Linked DNA regions of Mus musculus: region 1 is linked to region 2. Evidence: chromatin contacts called from public promoter capture Hi-C data. All regions are on one chromosome and are shown on one strand. The core of a region is the stretch at or near the end of the contact, and the rest is flanking DNA. Distances in the headings are between cores, read along the strand shown.

Region 1 (7,306 bases), core at 1,650-4,149, 150 kb after region 2:
ATCCCCAGCTCTGAGTTACAGACACATGCCACAGCACTCAACTTTTTAGATGGGTGCTGGGGACCTGAACTTAGGTCCTCACACTTGCATAGCAGGTGCTCTGTGCACTGAGCCATCTCCTCATCCCCTAGGTATAGACTTCTCCCTGAGTCTGCCACAGACAGTGAACCAGAAGTGCAGGAAAATAAGGACTTTATGCCTGTAGTCATGTGTGTGTGTGTTAGTAAGATGAGGACTATTTAGAAGCATGACTTGTTGGAACCAGGGTATATTTTAGTAGTAGAGTGTGCATGTGAAAAGCTGGGTTCAATCCCAAATACTTCAAAAAGAGAAAAGAGAATCTGTACATCTCAGCCCAGCAGTGTCTTGTGAGAGACGTGTGTTACTGATTTCCAGGAGGCAGTTCTTATCCCTCCTGCACCCACTTTGCCCAGGTGGTACTGTCTATTGCTACAGGAGCAGCAAGTGTTACCCTAGGAACATGGGTTAACCACACTCAAAGGTTACCTGCTTGCCTGTCTATGAACCACAGCCATGGCTCCTCCTGCCTGGTCTTTGCTGAGAAGAACCATCTCCAGGTGGGTTGTCTGATGCTGACAGCAACGCATACTTGTTATTGTTGCTTTTGTTATTTTTTTTTTCTTAGTGTGACCTTTTGGACTACATCCTTGGCACAGACGCAAAGCTTGTTAAAGCTAATACCTTGTTTAATGGAACCTTGAAGATCAAAGGCAGAAGATCAGGGCAAGCAAGTCTCTTCCAAGACCCTGAAAGTCATTTTCCTCCTGCACAGTTTTGACGTTCCGCCTCCCCGTTTGTTCTGAGCTGTAATAGAATCCTCTTGCTCTAATTGCAGTCCAACGGAGACAGACAATGCGTGTGCTTATTTATTAAACGCTACAAAGACTGGGATGAAAATTAAGAACAGAATCAAATCAAAGGCTTAGATATTTTATCATGCATACCATCACCCACATAGCACAGGTCTGCCAACTGAGAGGGAAAAAAGGATGAAAGTGCGGGAAGGGACAGAGAAGATGGTGAGAAGAGAGGAGAGCTTTCTTGCTGAACTGGCCCTTCTCTGCACTCTGCTGACAATATTTGAAGACAGTAGAACACAGAAAGAGAGCAGAAGAAATGCCTATCTCGGAGTTGACCAGATGGCTCAGTGGTAAAGGGCTCACTGTAAAAGCCTGATGACCTGAGTTTGGTCCCTGAGACCCATGTAAGGTGAATCACAATCTGAGCTCTGTGCATGGACATCTACATACATGACTTGCACAAACATACACACAATATAATACATTTTAAGTACATCTCTCATCAGTCAATACATTGGGTGCCTACCTATTATACAAGGGTTGGGGGGGGGCGCTCTGGGATTATAAAGAGGAAGATTCCCTTGCTCTTGGGAAGTGACAAAGGTTAACAATTAAAGCCTCTACAAAGTTCACAGAGAAGGTGGTTGGAAACCCTGCCTGGGGAAGAAGGGAGGTTCCAGGTAGGCTAGGAAGATGAGTAGGGGGTCACTGAGTATGTAAACAGACCATACAAAAGCAGGGAGCTTTATGTTTTTTGTTTTTTGGTTTTTCAAGACAGGGTTTCTCTGTATAGCCCTGGCTGTCCTAGAACTCACTTTGTAGGCCAGGCTGGCCTCCAACTCAGAAATCCTCCCGAGTGCTGGGATTAAAGGTGTGTGCCACCACGCCCGGCAGCAGGGAGCTTTAAAGAGCATTTCTTTTTTTAAGGAGAATTAGGAAGCTGCAGATTTATACTCTGGGTGTGGTAGACATAGACCTATAATTCCAGAGGCAGGTGGATCTCTATGAATTTGAGACTAGCCTATATGGCAAGTTCCAGGCAAGCCAGGGGCTACAGGATGAGACCCTATCTCAAAACAGAAGAGGAGGAGAGAAAGAAGGAAAGAAAGAAAGGGAAGGGAAGGGGAAAGGGAAGAAAGAAAGGATGGTATTTTAAATATACTTGGCCCAGGGAGTGGCACTGTTAGGAGGTATGGCCTTATTGAACTAGGTGTGGCCTTGTTGGAGGAAGTATGACTCTGAGACCCTCCTAGCTGCCTGAAAACAGTCTGCTCCTAGCTTCCTTTGGATGAAGACGTAGAACCCTCAGCTACTCCAGCACCATGCCTGCCTGGATGCTGCCTTGCTCCCTACCTTGATGATAATGGATGAACAGAACTTGTAAGCCAGCCCCAATTAAATGTTGTCCTTTATAAGAGTTCTTAGTCATGGTGTCTGCTCACAGCAATGGAAACCCTAATTAAGGCAGAAAGAAAAAAAGAAAAAAAGAAAGAAAGGAAGGAAGGAAGGAAGGAAGGAAGGAAGAAAGAAAGAAAGAAAGAAAGAAAGAAAGAAAGAAAGAAAGAAAGAAAGAGAAAGAAAGAAAAAGAGAAGAAAAAGGCCAGTGTGATTGAGCAGTAGAAGGAGAAGGAGACAGACAGGCTGGGAACAGATTATGGAAAGTCTTTCCTACCACACAAGAAGTGTGGCCACTATGTGAATGCAATCTCACTGGGAGTGGAGAGATGGCTCCTGCTCTTCTGCAGCTAGCTGTTCGATCAAACTTTGTATGTTGATAGATAGGATAAAAGCTGGGACGCTGAAGGGTGAGGGGAAGTTGGCAGAAGGCTGGAGGAGAGAGCTGGCAGAGCAGACAGAGGGAGAGAGGGCCGGAGGGTGGGGAAGGAGTCAGGGTGGACAGCACAATCCCGGGTGGGACTGCTAGGTGGGTGGTAGCACTATTAACAGAGACAGGGAGTCCAAAGCGAGCAGAGCAGTGGGTTTGGCAGGGAAACCTCACGTTCACTTCAGACTGTTTGATGTCCCTGGGTGCTTGCCAGCAGATACCAGCAAGGCAGTTTCTGTTTGTTTACTCAGTGCTTGGGGATAGGATCCAGGGCTCACCCACACTCAGCAAGGCTCCTGCCTCCTAGCTATACCCACTGACAGAGACTACAGAGAGGGAGGTAGAGGCCAACTAAGGACATTTGGCACAGGTAGGGACACACCTGCAGGTGAAAAAACAAAACAGTTACCAAAAGATGTGTGTGTGTGTGTGTGTGTGTGTGTGTGTGTGTGTGATTGTGAGTTGCCAACCTAAAAGAACTGAGAAGAATGGGTGAGTCAAAAATTGGACATAGGTGAGATGGAAAAAATCTTTAAGGAGCCATAGCTACCCAAGAACAACCAATTCTCCCGTGAATTACAAACACTGTGGTGAAGGTGAACCAGTGCGGCACAAATTCTTTTCTAGTACAGAGACCTTGGCTTCTGGTAGCCTTCTTCTAGACAGTTTGCTTGCCGTGATCCAGTAAAGAAGGTAATATATTGCTTTAAGAGTTTGTTTTCTAAGCCGGGCATGTGTCTTTAATCCCCACACTCAGGAGGCAGAAGCAGAAGCTGGTGGATCTCTGTGAGTTCGAGGCCAGCGTGGTCTGCAGAGAGTTCCGGGACTGCCAGAACTATGTGGAGCAAACCCTGTCTCGAAAAATAAACAAGCAAGCAAACAAACAAACAAGCAAACAAAGAGTTCATTTTCTGGGGACTAGGGAAATGGCTCAGCAATAAGAGCACTGGCATTCGCATTGGCGGCTCAAAAAACATCTTCATTTAAGTCCAATTCCAAGAGAGTCTGTCGCCCTCTTTCTGGCCACTATGAGCACTGCACACATATGATGAACAGACATCTGAGTGTATAAAACTTAAACACACAAAAATATTTTAAAAACAAAGCAAAGTTCATTTTTGTAAGTGGGTGGTGGTGGTACATACCTTTAATCTCAGCTCTTGGGAGGTAAAGGCAGACAGATCTCTGTGAGTGAGTTTGTGTCCAACTTACTCACACTGTCCTTGAACTCATAGCCAAAGGCACCCTTCAAACTTGTAATTTCAGTTTCCCTTAAGTAGCTGGGATTACACACCTGCACTACCAGGCCCAGCTCATAGTTGTTTTCGAAAACATAACTTATTAGAGCAGGATACAACATAGTAGAAAATAAATAATAAATAAAAATGAAAAAATATAATGAAAAGTGTGAGTGGACACACCCCTGTGGCTGCAAACACCCTGGAGGCTGAAATGGAGCTGTTTGAGCCCAGGAGTTCAAGATCAGTCACACAACATAGCAAGACTCTGTTTCAAAAAAAGAAAGAAAGAAAAGAAAAAGAAAACCTGTATCCTCGTCCCTGGCCCTAACTCTCAATCATATCACTTGGTTTTCAAGTCTGCTGGCATTGTGTGTTCTAACAGAGATTGTCAGTGTACCTATAAGTACTCATTTACAAAGAAATACTCTAGGTGATGTGCACCTTTCTTTTTTTTAAGATTTATTTATTATATGTAAGTACACTATTGCTGTTTTCAGACATACCAGAAGAGGGCACCAGATCTTGTGATCTCATTTCGGGTGGTTGTGGGCCACCATGTGGTTGCTGGGATTTGAACTCAGGATCTTCAGAAGAGCAGTCAGTGCTCTTAACCGCTGAGCCATCTCTCCGGCCCGTGATGCGCACCTTTAATCCCAGTACCCAAGATGTCTGTGAGATCAGCCTGGTGGATCAGCAAGCTCCACTCTAGCCATTGTGAGACCCTGACTCAAAAACAAAAGCAATTTAATCCCCAAGCAAAGAAATGCTGTTCTTTTTCTTCCTCTGTTGGTAGGAAACAGAACTGCCTGCACCTTTGTTCACGTTGTTAACTTTGAGGTTTTCTTGTGGTTTTACTAGAGTTCAAACAAGACTCCAGTTCATTTCAGCTCCATCCCTGGCAGACCAACGGGAAGCAACTGCATCAGCTTCTCCATCTTCTGTGTCTGCGATGACCAGGATGCAAAGGTACCTGCAGCAGCGAACCTTGAACCTCTTTATCCTCCACCCGAGGAGCCATCTGCCCCACCCCCTTATGTTATCATTTTATCTCATCTTTGAAGCTTGAGGATCATTGTCTTAGAAGAAAAAGAGTCAGTCCTGTGAGGTCAGCTACATGGGAGGAAAGGAAGTTTTAAAGAAAGTAAGGAAACCTAAAGTTAAAGTAAAATAAAATAAAACTTAGGTCCTCCCGCATCTTGAAGGAAAGACAAAAAATAAGAAGAAAATAGTTCTGAATCAGAATGTAGGAGAACAGAGCCAGGCCAGCCTTTCATTCACACAGGGTCTCAATGTGAGGCCTGGATGGCCTGGAATGACTGGCTCTCTACCAGGCCCAAGCATTGCAAACATGACACTGACAGATCTCTCTCTTCTTGTTTCCCTCTCGATTGCTAAACCTTAAATTACATTCCTCAAGCTAGTCACTAAGGTCTATTCCCTTATTTGGCCATTTCCTTATGCCTATCTCATTCTGAGGTCCATGTACTGGCTGGCTGTGTGTCAACTTGACAGAAACTAGAGTCATTAGAGAGTAAGGAGCCTCAGTTGAGGAAAAGCCTCCATGAGATCCAGCTGTCCATCAATTTTCTCAATTAGTGATCAGTAGGAGAAGGCCCAGCCCATTGTGGGTAGTGTCATTGCTGGGCTGATGGTCCTGAGTTCTGTAAGAAAGCAGGCAGAACAAGCCAGGAGGCAAGCTAGCACAAGCACCCCTTTATGGCCTCTGCACCAGCTCCTGCCTCTAAGATCCTACCCTGTGTGAATTCCTGTCCTGACTTCCTTTGGTGATGACCAGCAACATGGAAGTGTAAGCTGAATAAACCTTTCTCTTCCCAACTTGCTTTTTTGCCATGCTGTTTCGTTGTGTTGTGTCCAAGATCACAATAAATCCCCAGGAGAACTCTAAGAACTGTTGATCCGATATAGTGAAACAAGAGAGTCTTTTATTAATTTGAGTCAGACTCAAATCACAAACCTTCCCACTGCACAGGACAGGAGTGGGACCCTGTGCCTAGAGGTTTGGCGTTTTTATATGAGCATAATCAAGGATTCTTTGGATTTTAGGGTGACAGGGGGAGTGACAAGGGAAGTCATCTTTCAAACACGATATCGTTTGTTCAGGCAGTGGGGCAGAATCGCACAACTAGGAGGGGGGAACTTTTCTGACCTGGGAAGTAACTTTATGGTGCTATTGGGAGCTAGTGCGTTTTCACAACTAGCCACTGCTGTTTGTGGATGTTTGATTACCCTCCTCTCGAGGCCCAAACGTGAGACTCTTATCTCTTCAAGGATGTTTGATCTTCTCTTTTCTCAAGGACAGGTACCAGCTACTTTGGGAAGTACTTAACCATCTATCAGTCAGAGTACCAGCCTCAGCAAACGGGAGCTGAAGAAGGCTGCTGTTTGTCTATTCTCAAGCTGGCATCTGTTGCTGCGGGTGGAGAGTTATTAGGGAATGCCTCTATGAAAATGGGAATAGCAATATTCCGGTGCCAAATCGGGTCCTTTCTGAAAGGCTGGGGAGGGGAGGGAAGCCCTTTGTTAGCTATGGGAAAGAGCAAGGGGGGGGGGTTTCTGCAAGCAGCGAGAAAGTGCAGAGGCAGGTTGCCTGTATCTTTTCATGTCCCCCTCCCCCCCCCCCCCATTTGTGACTTCAGAGGCCAATCTTAGACTCTACAAACTTAGATTGTCTGCACTGGCTGGCTGATATTTTGGGACCTTATCACTATTAGTTGAATGGCCCTCAGTCTCTGCTTCACATACAGCAAAAGCTTATTGATGATGCATGGCCCAAAAGTGAGCAACAGTAAAATCAGGGGTCTCATGATTGTGGAAATAAGGGTAGTTAGCCAGGGGGAAGTATTGAACAGCAAATGATACTAACTTTTGGAGTTCTCTCATTCTCTTTGGCGCCCATCTATGCTTTCTCTAACTTTAGCTAGTGACTCCCTAATAACTCCAGAATGGCTGACATAGAAACAGCATTCTTCGTGCAGAGCAGCACCTCCCTGTTGTAGGAACACTAAGTCTAACCCTCACCTGTTCTGCAGCACCACCCCAGCCAGAGAGTCTATATTGCACTCTAGGTGTGCAACGGATTTTTTTCAGGCATTGGATGCCCTCATCTATGTCTGCTTTTAAACAGATGTTATTCTTTTCCTGCAACAACAGTGCGGAGATCCCAGTACCCACTCCGGCTAGCCCTGCCCTTAGAATTACAGCTAAAGTCAGGGAGATAGCTTTCCTTTCCTGCCTCATGAGGTCCCCTCCAACACGCCCTCCTAGGCTCTTCAGGACTACTTCTTCTGAATAATAGGTTATGCATGGTACTAACTAGACTAGAATCCAGAACTCCTTTGTGGTAGAGGAATTAAGGACCTCTCCACACACACATATGGTCAGTCCCATTGAACAAGCCC
Region 2 (7,277 bases), core at 3,403-5,902:
CTGTTGGTCTGCAAGCATCTGGCGTGGTGGATGCCAAGCCTGTCTTACCAAGGGTTTCAAGCATGTATAGCATGTATATTTAAGTTCATATGTCTCCTGTCACAAGACTAACTGGGGGTGGGGGGTGGGAGGAGACCTCTGAGTCCCCAGTGGATTCATGAGAGTGGCTTCCTCACTGCTGAACCTCTGGCTCCTCTCTGCCCACTCTGCTACTGTGGCCTTCTCATCCTGGTGAACTGTGTGCTGTTGCAGAGGACTTCCTACAGCTCCCACTGCTTGCGATGGATTTGGGGGTAAAGGAGCTGCTGAGGCTGCACCGGAACAACTTAAAGTTTGTGCAAGAAGAATGACAAAAGTTTCTTTCCCCCCCCCAAATGCTATTCAAGCACTAAAGTCTCAAGCGAAGACAAGTTACAGCCATTGTGACAGTCTGACTGTGGCAGAATACAGGAAAACAACAGCCCTGTATTAATGACCCTACTGGTGTGCTTTTAAAGCCATGTAAGTAAAAGGAATTTGGACTAGGCTTATTAAGCTGTTTCTATATGGCTCAGCAGGTAAGGGCACCTGCTGCTAAGACTAACAACCAGAATTCAGTCCCTTGGACCCACATAATTGGAAGGAGTGAATGGACTCTCTGGAGTTGTCCCCTGATGGCCATGTGAACACCACGTTGCAAACACACACACACACACACACACACTACATTGAAAACCTGAATTCTAAAAACTACAAGTTCAGATATCTTTCCAGGGGATTTCCCTGTAGAATATGTAGGAATCGGATCCTGTCTATGGACTATTGCTTGTTAGTGTAGCATCCTTCAACCTTGGCTCCAGCACGTGCCGGGCACAGCATGGAGAGGGAGAGCACTGCGGGGCAGGTTTGCAGACTGTTTTATCTTTTCACAGCTGCTTAGCTCCTACACACAGCGTGCAGTTCACCAGACAGTGCTTCCATGAACTTGCTCACGTGGAGCTTCTAGAAACACATAGGGTTTTAAAACCATAAATACAGTGAAAGAAGCAGATGCTGAAGCCAAAACCAAGAGAGAGGAATCCAAATGGAAATCAGAACTACCCAGCCACTCTTGAAATGATCCAAAAGGTGGTATAGTAGGGACCAGTTGGAAAACCATTGGACAGATTTCAGGAGTGTCTTCAGTAGAACTCCAACACATAACACACTCTCTTTGCTTTTGGAAAGGTTCTGAAGAGCTACAGGCACCTCAAAATTAACAATTGGGGCAGGATATGTAGCTCAATGGGTAGAGTACTTGCCTAGCTTTTATGAAACCCTGGGCTCCTTCACAGTACATAAATGGAGCATGCTCGTACACACCTGTCACCCCAGTACCTGCCAGGTCAGGTTGGGAGGATCACGAGTTCAAGGTCATTATCAGCTACAAAATGAGTTCAAGACCAGCCTGGGGTAGAGATTTTGTCAAAAGGAGGAGGGGGGAGGGAAAGAAAGAGGAGGAGGAAGAAGAAGTGGAAGAGGAGGAAGAGAAAGAAGAGGAAGAAGAGGAGGAAGAGGAGGAAAGGAAGAAGAGGAGGAGGAGGAGAGAGGAGGGAGGAGTAAAAGGATGAAAGAAAATTTCTTTTAGTTTTTTATTAAAGGCAGGAAACATGAACCATAATTTATTTAAATTTTTCTTTGATTATCAAGGAACCATGAAAGCACAAAAGAAGTCAATTGATATGGAGTTTTTCTTCCTCTAGAAGATAAACTTAAATCTAAGGAACAATATCTTACAAAATCCTGGGAGATTTTTGTCTGTTATTTTCTGCTAATTTCAAAAAAAGCAATCAAATGCCTGTTAAATATTTTTTTACAGATTTAATTATTTAACTATTCCTTAATTATGTGTACAGATGTGCTGTGCACAGGAGATACTCAGGTCCCCAGAAGGACAAAGGCATCAGGTCCCTCCATAGCTGGAGTCACTGGGGGTTATAGACAGCCCAGCCTAGGTACTAAGGAACAAATGGTGCTCCCTGCAAGAGCAGTACGCTGCACCACCTCTCCAGCAACTAGTCATTGGTTTTAAAATACCTCTTATCTGGTAGTTTTGGTTTCTTGCCATGGAAAATACTAACCCATAAGAAAAGTGTAGAGTAAATTTTGACCTTTTAAAGGTTTGACTTCTGCAGCCATTTCAAACTGTTGGACAAACTTGGTGTGGGGGAAGGAGTTCGGGGGTGAGAGAATGTCTGCGTAATTCACAGCATTTGAAAGTTTAGTCTGACTTTAAAAGATGTCACAGTAGGGCTGAAATTTGGTAAAACTTAAGTGCTGATTTTCAGTTTGCCATGAAAAGCTTCCAAAGTTTCTAGTTTAATGTTGTGCCTCAGTGCAGTCTTACAGACTTCCTGCAGTTATCCTCAGCCGTGCTTCAGAACAGTTTTGATGTTCTTAATTCTAATACATAGGACTTCAGACTACATACAGTGTTGATGGATGTAGAACTTACTGAACTAATGATTTTCTTCAGGAAAACAAAAGATACCTTTTTTTTGTTTTGTTTTTGAGATAGAGCCCCATGTAGCTCAGGGTGGCCTCAAACTCTCTATATAGCTGAGGATGGTCCTAAACCCTAATTCTTCTACCTCACTTCCTATGTGCTGGGATTGCAGGTGTGTGTCACCATGCCAAACTTGGACACTTCTTTACATCAGCAATCACTCTTACAGCCATTGTGGACCTTAACCACCGTCATACCAGCCAAGACCAATGGGAGTCTAAGTTTATTGAGCACCTATTGCATGAAGTGTATTGTTTGATCTTGGTCCATTTCAGTGTCTTGGCACTATCCTCTTAGGGGCTATCGTAACTGACTCCGGGTATACTGTATTACCTCAAGAGTCATGAATGTTTTTCTGTACCCATAGAAACTTATGTAACAAAACATGAGGAAAGCTTAAAGAACTATGAAAAATAACCTGCCATTGACATTTTCAATTCCACAAATGGACCAAATAGAAAGAGACTCTTGGGTAGGACACTGTAACTGACCTTAACGTCAACAAACTACAAACTAAGACAAAGTTCAGGAGAAAGGGACTGAGCAGACAGGCACTCAGCCCACTAGGCTGCCACTGCCCAGAAATGGGCAACAGTGATAACTGACCTACTATCAAAATCTGCTCCTTCTGAACTTGACTTTCTTGTTCTGTCTTTAAGTCCTGACTCAGATGTTCCTGCAACATCACTTTGTATAAAGAAGAAGCAAAAATGAACTTTTCCAGCTTTTTCTTTTTAATAGGAGTAACAAGACCTACAGGCTAATAAATTGGAACTTAGAAGAAATCCCTTAACTAAAGCTTCTAATTGACTTACATTTCAAGAACTACCGATTCTAATTGTACCATTGTGCTCCAAAGTTAATTGTGCACCTTACCTAGACAGCATTGGTACGAACCAGAGTGAGCGCAGGTTCGCAATAAGTAGCTCACACACGAAGAGTGAAAACACTTCACGTCTTCCAAAGACTCAAAACCCAGCCCAGGGAGCGAGCGCTCAGTAAGCATCTGCAGGGATTTCTTTATCCCGTCCCATTAGTACAATCTAAGAAATGAGTGTGGCTCAGAGTCTAGAAGAGAGTAAGCTATTCTCCTCTGGGGACTCACCCTCTCGACCCTGTTGGCCTACAACCATGAAGTGATAGGGAATGGGGAGCTTTGCCACAAACACTGAATTGGGGGTAGCTCCAGGATCTGTAAAAAGCGCATACAGCCTTGTACTTTGCTCCATGAAAATCACTTATACAATGGAAGTTAGTTTGAAGAGGGCTGTACCAGAGTAAGGGCTGCGCTTGACTCAACCGCTTAAACATTTGTATGAACAAGAAAAAGTCATTTTGCTCTTGCCATTATATCTGTAAAATCTGTAAAAATCAAGCAGTTGGTGTAATTTAATCAAGCCACTAGAAAGAGAGCCCCCACCCCAGCCAAGTATTTCTCTGTATAATAATTAAGGTGTAGGGGACAGTGGCTACAGATCCTGGCATTCTCTTTTTTTGTCTCCCTAGTACTAAGAGGAGCCCTACAAAGATAGATTGTAGGGGGAAATCATGTTAGGCAAAAATCACCCGCGCTCTTGACAGTGACCCTCGGTGATTAGAATAGTGCCTATGTGTTAAGCGGATGAAACTGAAGCCCCAGCGATCAAGGTCACACAACATGCAGGCAGCGAATGTGAGAGTCCAGCTGGGAAGGGCAGGTCCCCTGCAGGAGGCTCGCGCCCCAGCCTGGGAGGGGTGCAGCCTCGGCTCTCACCAGCCCCAGGAAGGCGGCATACATGACCGCGGTGGAGAACCAGCGCAGCACGCTCCTGGTCCGGCCACTCCGCCGGGAAGCCACCGTGGCCTGCTCGCTCTCCGCCCGGGTCTCCGCCTGGTGGAGCCTCTGTGCCGCAGCCACCGGCCCGACGCTCCCGGTCTTCACGTCCAGCTCCAGCTTGGCGGCTGCGGAGAGCTACTGGGGGCCGGTGCACCCTCTGGGGCTCGGCACTCAGGCTCCTCCAGTCTCCGAGGTCCCTCCTGATAGCACTGTCCCCAGGGACCGTCCTGACTCAAGACCTCCGGCGGCTGGACTTCGACCCTGGCCCCAGCTGGCCACCGAGTTATGTTCACTCTCCATCTTGCAGAATCGTGGCGGTTCCCGTGACAGAGTCAGGCCACTAGCCAACCTGGAGTCAAACCGGAAGTCATGGTGGTTGCCTAGGAAACGGAGCTCAGCGCGTGTTAGAGCTGCTACTGCAGCCTAGCTACTGCTTCTATAAAGTGTGCTGCTAACTCTTGAGGGAACACGCCAGTGCTAGCTGGGAGGTCGTCTTTACACGCCCCACCCCTACCCTCCGTCCACACCTGAGCTTTCCAGGTCTTTTATTCAACTTTCAGGCTAGTGATACCTGCTGAAGCTCCGGAATAGGCTCCTGGAGCCACATCAATCCTCCCCACGCTCCTTTCTCACCTTAGCCCGGGTGTCCAGAGAGAATCCAAGCACAGAGAGAACATACAGTTCCCCAAGATCAGTCAGCAATCACGGGCCTAGTCAACGGCCAAATAGCTCAAGACACATGTGTGGGTTCAAATTTGTGGTTTCAAAAGCACGGCAGTTCAAATTTCCACAAATGATTAGAGCCTGGCAATGCCTGAGAAAGGCTGTACAGCTGTCGGGATTTGTTCCGTTTGCTATACTCAAGTTACACAACAATGTAACTTTATCATCTATCTGAAAAATGCTCTTTCCACCTGAAAACCTCCTTGATCTCTGTATTACTGATCACTTATACCGAGAAAAACATTCTTTCATAAGATGGTCAAGAAGAAAGCTGGAAGAATGTTTTGTTTTGTTTAAAACAAACAAACAAAATCAACCATGTTCCTGTAAATTATCCACTTGGAGAAAACCTGACTTCTGTTAAAGGTTGCTTATTATCTGATAAATTTTAATTTTAATTACAGAACAAGTCATTATGTTTAATGGCATTTTAAAAAGGCTAAAAGTTTGTAATCTGTGATGTCATTTAATCTAGTAGATATTGACATACCAGAACATGCTGACCACTCAGGTCACTGAGAAAATCAGGAAAATAAAAAATACGACAAAAAGACAAAATGTTACTGGCCTGTAAAAGAAACATTTATTTCCTCATGATGGGATGGGATGAAAAGAGAGCCATACACAGCTGTGCGAATACACAGCTTGGGCTGAGCCCACGGATTTCCGTTCTCTGTTCTATGTATCCCTAGCCCTAGGCCTGGAAACTTTTAGCCTAGATACAATCTAATCTAGAATGCTTTAGATTTGCTGCTGCATAAACTCACCCTTTCCAGTTCTTTCTGAACTCTGGCTGGCTGGTTCAACTCAGCTCTTCTGGCTCAAACTCCTCTCCAAGCTGACTGATTCAATCTGGCTTCTCTCAGCTTCCCACTGATTCGCTCTGCTTGGCCTCTAACAATTTGGCAATTTGTTCTAATCTTCTGGCTCCTTATTTTCTGGCTCTGCTGGCCTGCATGCACTGCACAAATGGAACGGAACTCATGAATGAACTCTGCTGAACTCAACTGCACTGCAGGAGTTGAACGGACTAAGCTGATTCACTCCCTCTGGCCCAGCCCCAGTCTCTTCGATGCTCCTTTCCTGTCAGTTGGGTGCATCCTATCTCTGGCTCATTCTGTCAACTCTTTCTCTGATTCATCACTTTGTCTGTCCCTCAAGTAGATGTCATTGATTGGGATTAAAGGTGTGCACTAAAGACAGGTTTGTATTCCGGTCAGAGGGATTAAAAGTGTGTCCTCCAGGCAATTCACACAGACCTGTTCTTTTCCTTTCCTAAGCTAATGTGATCTCTGGCCAGAGCAGCCATGTTGCTGGATTAAAATTCCTCTACACTGGCCCTAAGCAGGATAAAATAATTTTTAAGTGAAAACAAACTGATTCTAACTTACTCATAAAGCCTAACTTGAGAATTATAACTCACAGTATCAGATTTAGGATTGAAAGTTATCAGTCTCTTATAGATAAATATAAACATAGACTCTTAAAATTCAGGTTTTTAAAAATCTCTAATTCAGAGTCTTCTGTCTTTTTTAAAAATCATTCTAAAGATAGCTCACCCTCACACTCCACTGTCCCTCTCCCAACAGTCCACCCTGAGCTGGGACTCCCTGATACCTCTGGTCTGTGCATGCTCAGCTGTCTATGGATCTCCCAGACAATTCTGTCAGCTCCTCCAGCCATGGCTTTGGTCTAAGACTCAGTATTCAAGTCTGTCGAGACTTTATTTTCCACAGGCTGAATACCAGCACTCAAACCATCATCCCTGGTGATGGCTTACTTTGAAATCTTAAAATCCAGCTTTCCCTCACCTGAGCTGCTGTGGGGTCTATGGCACCTCCATGACTGCCTCAGTGGTAAGCCCACCGCTTGATGGCATGGTGTTTTCTCCACAAAATTAAATAACTCTAGCTTCCTTAACCTGTTAACAAAATGGTTACATATGTTCTCTGACAGTTTCATACGTGACTAGTGCAGGATGTTTGGCCTCACCCCCACCCTCTCTTATCTTCCTCCTTCTTTGTCACACTCCCCCCTCCCCCGTCCCTTTCTCCACATTCATGTCTTTTAGTTTTGTATTGTGGCCCAATGATTTTAACCAGGACTCTCTGTAGCCACAGAGTTGGAGCTATCATTTAGAACATCGTGGGCTCAGTTTTCTTCTCTCAAGTTACTCATTTCTACACACACACACACACACACACACACACGATT

Evidence for each region. Promoter capture Hi-C pulls out the DNA fragments that hold promoters and counts their contacts.
Region 1: a contact with region 2 is called in a promoter capture Hi-C map of liver, with 2.7 times the contacts expected there. The contact joins the enhancer-like site here to the promoter of Mfsd4b1 in region 2. A contact is called at or near these places in 9 of 39 promoter capture datasets (the 3T3-L1 cell line, 3T3-L1-derived adipocytes, fetal liver and 5 more), 2 of 484 Hi-C or Micro-C datasets (bone marrow-derived macrophages and liver), 1 of 115 datasets of contacts at active chromatin or transcription factors (memory CD8 T cells) and 4 of 9 other capture datasets (adipose tissue, liver, macrophages and 1 more).

Annotation. Positions count from the first base shown.
Region 1 is chr10:40,174,937-40,182,242 of GRCm38.p6, forward strand. It overlaps Gm31992 (a long non-coding RNA gene), which reads left to right. Exons shown (of 4, transcript XR_871594.1): 4 at 647-904. Among named protein-coding and RNA genes, the nearest start is that of Gm31992, 15 kb to the left of the region's middle. Within about 2 kb of position 2,900, at least 38 of the 459 cell types and tissues checked have an H3K27ac peak or open chromatin away from gene starts, as enhancers often do. A contact at or near this core is called in liver, memory CD8 T cells and pancreatic islet, where this site is marked.
Region 2 is chr10:40,020,616-40,027,892 of GRCm38.p6, forward strand. It overlaps Mfsd4b1 (major facilitator superfamily domain containing 4B1), which reads right to left and starts at 4,653. Exons shown (of 4, transcript NM_144821.4): 1 at 4,278-4,653. The coding sequence starts at 4,301.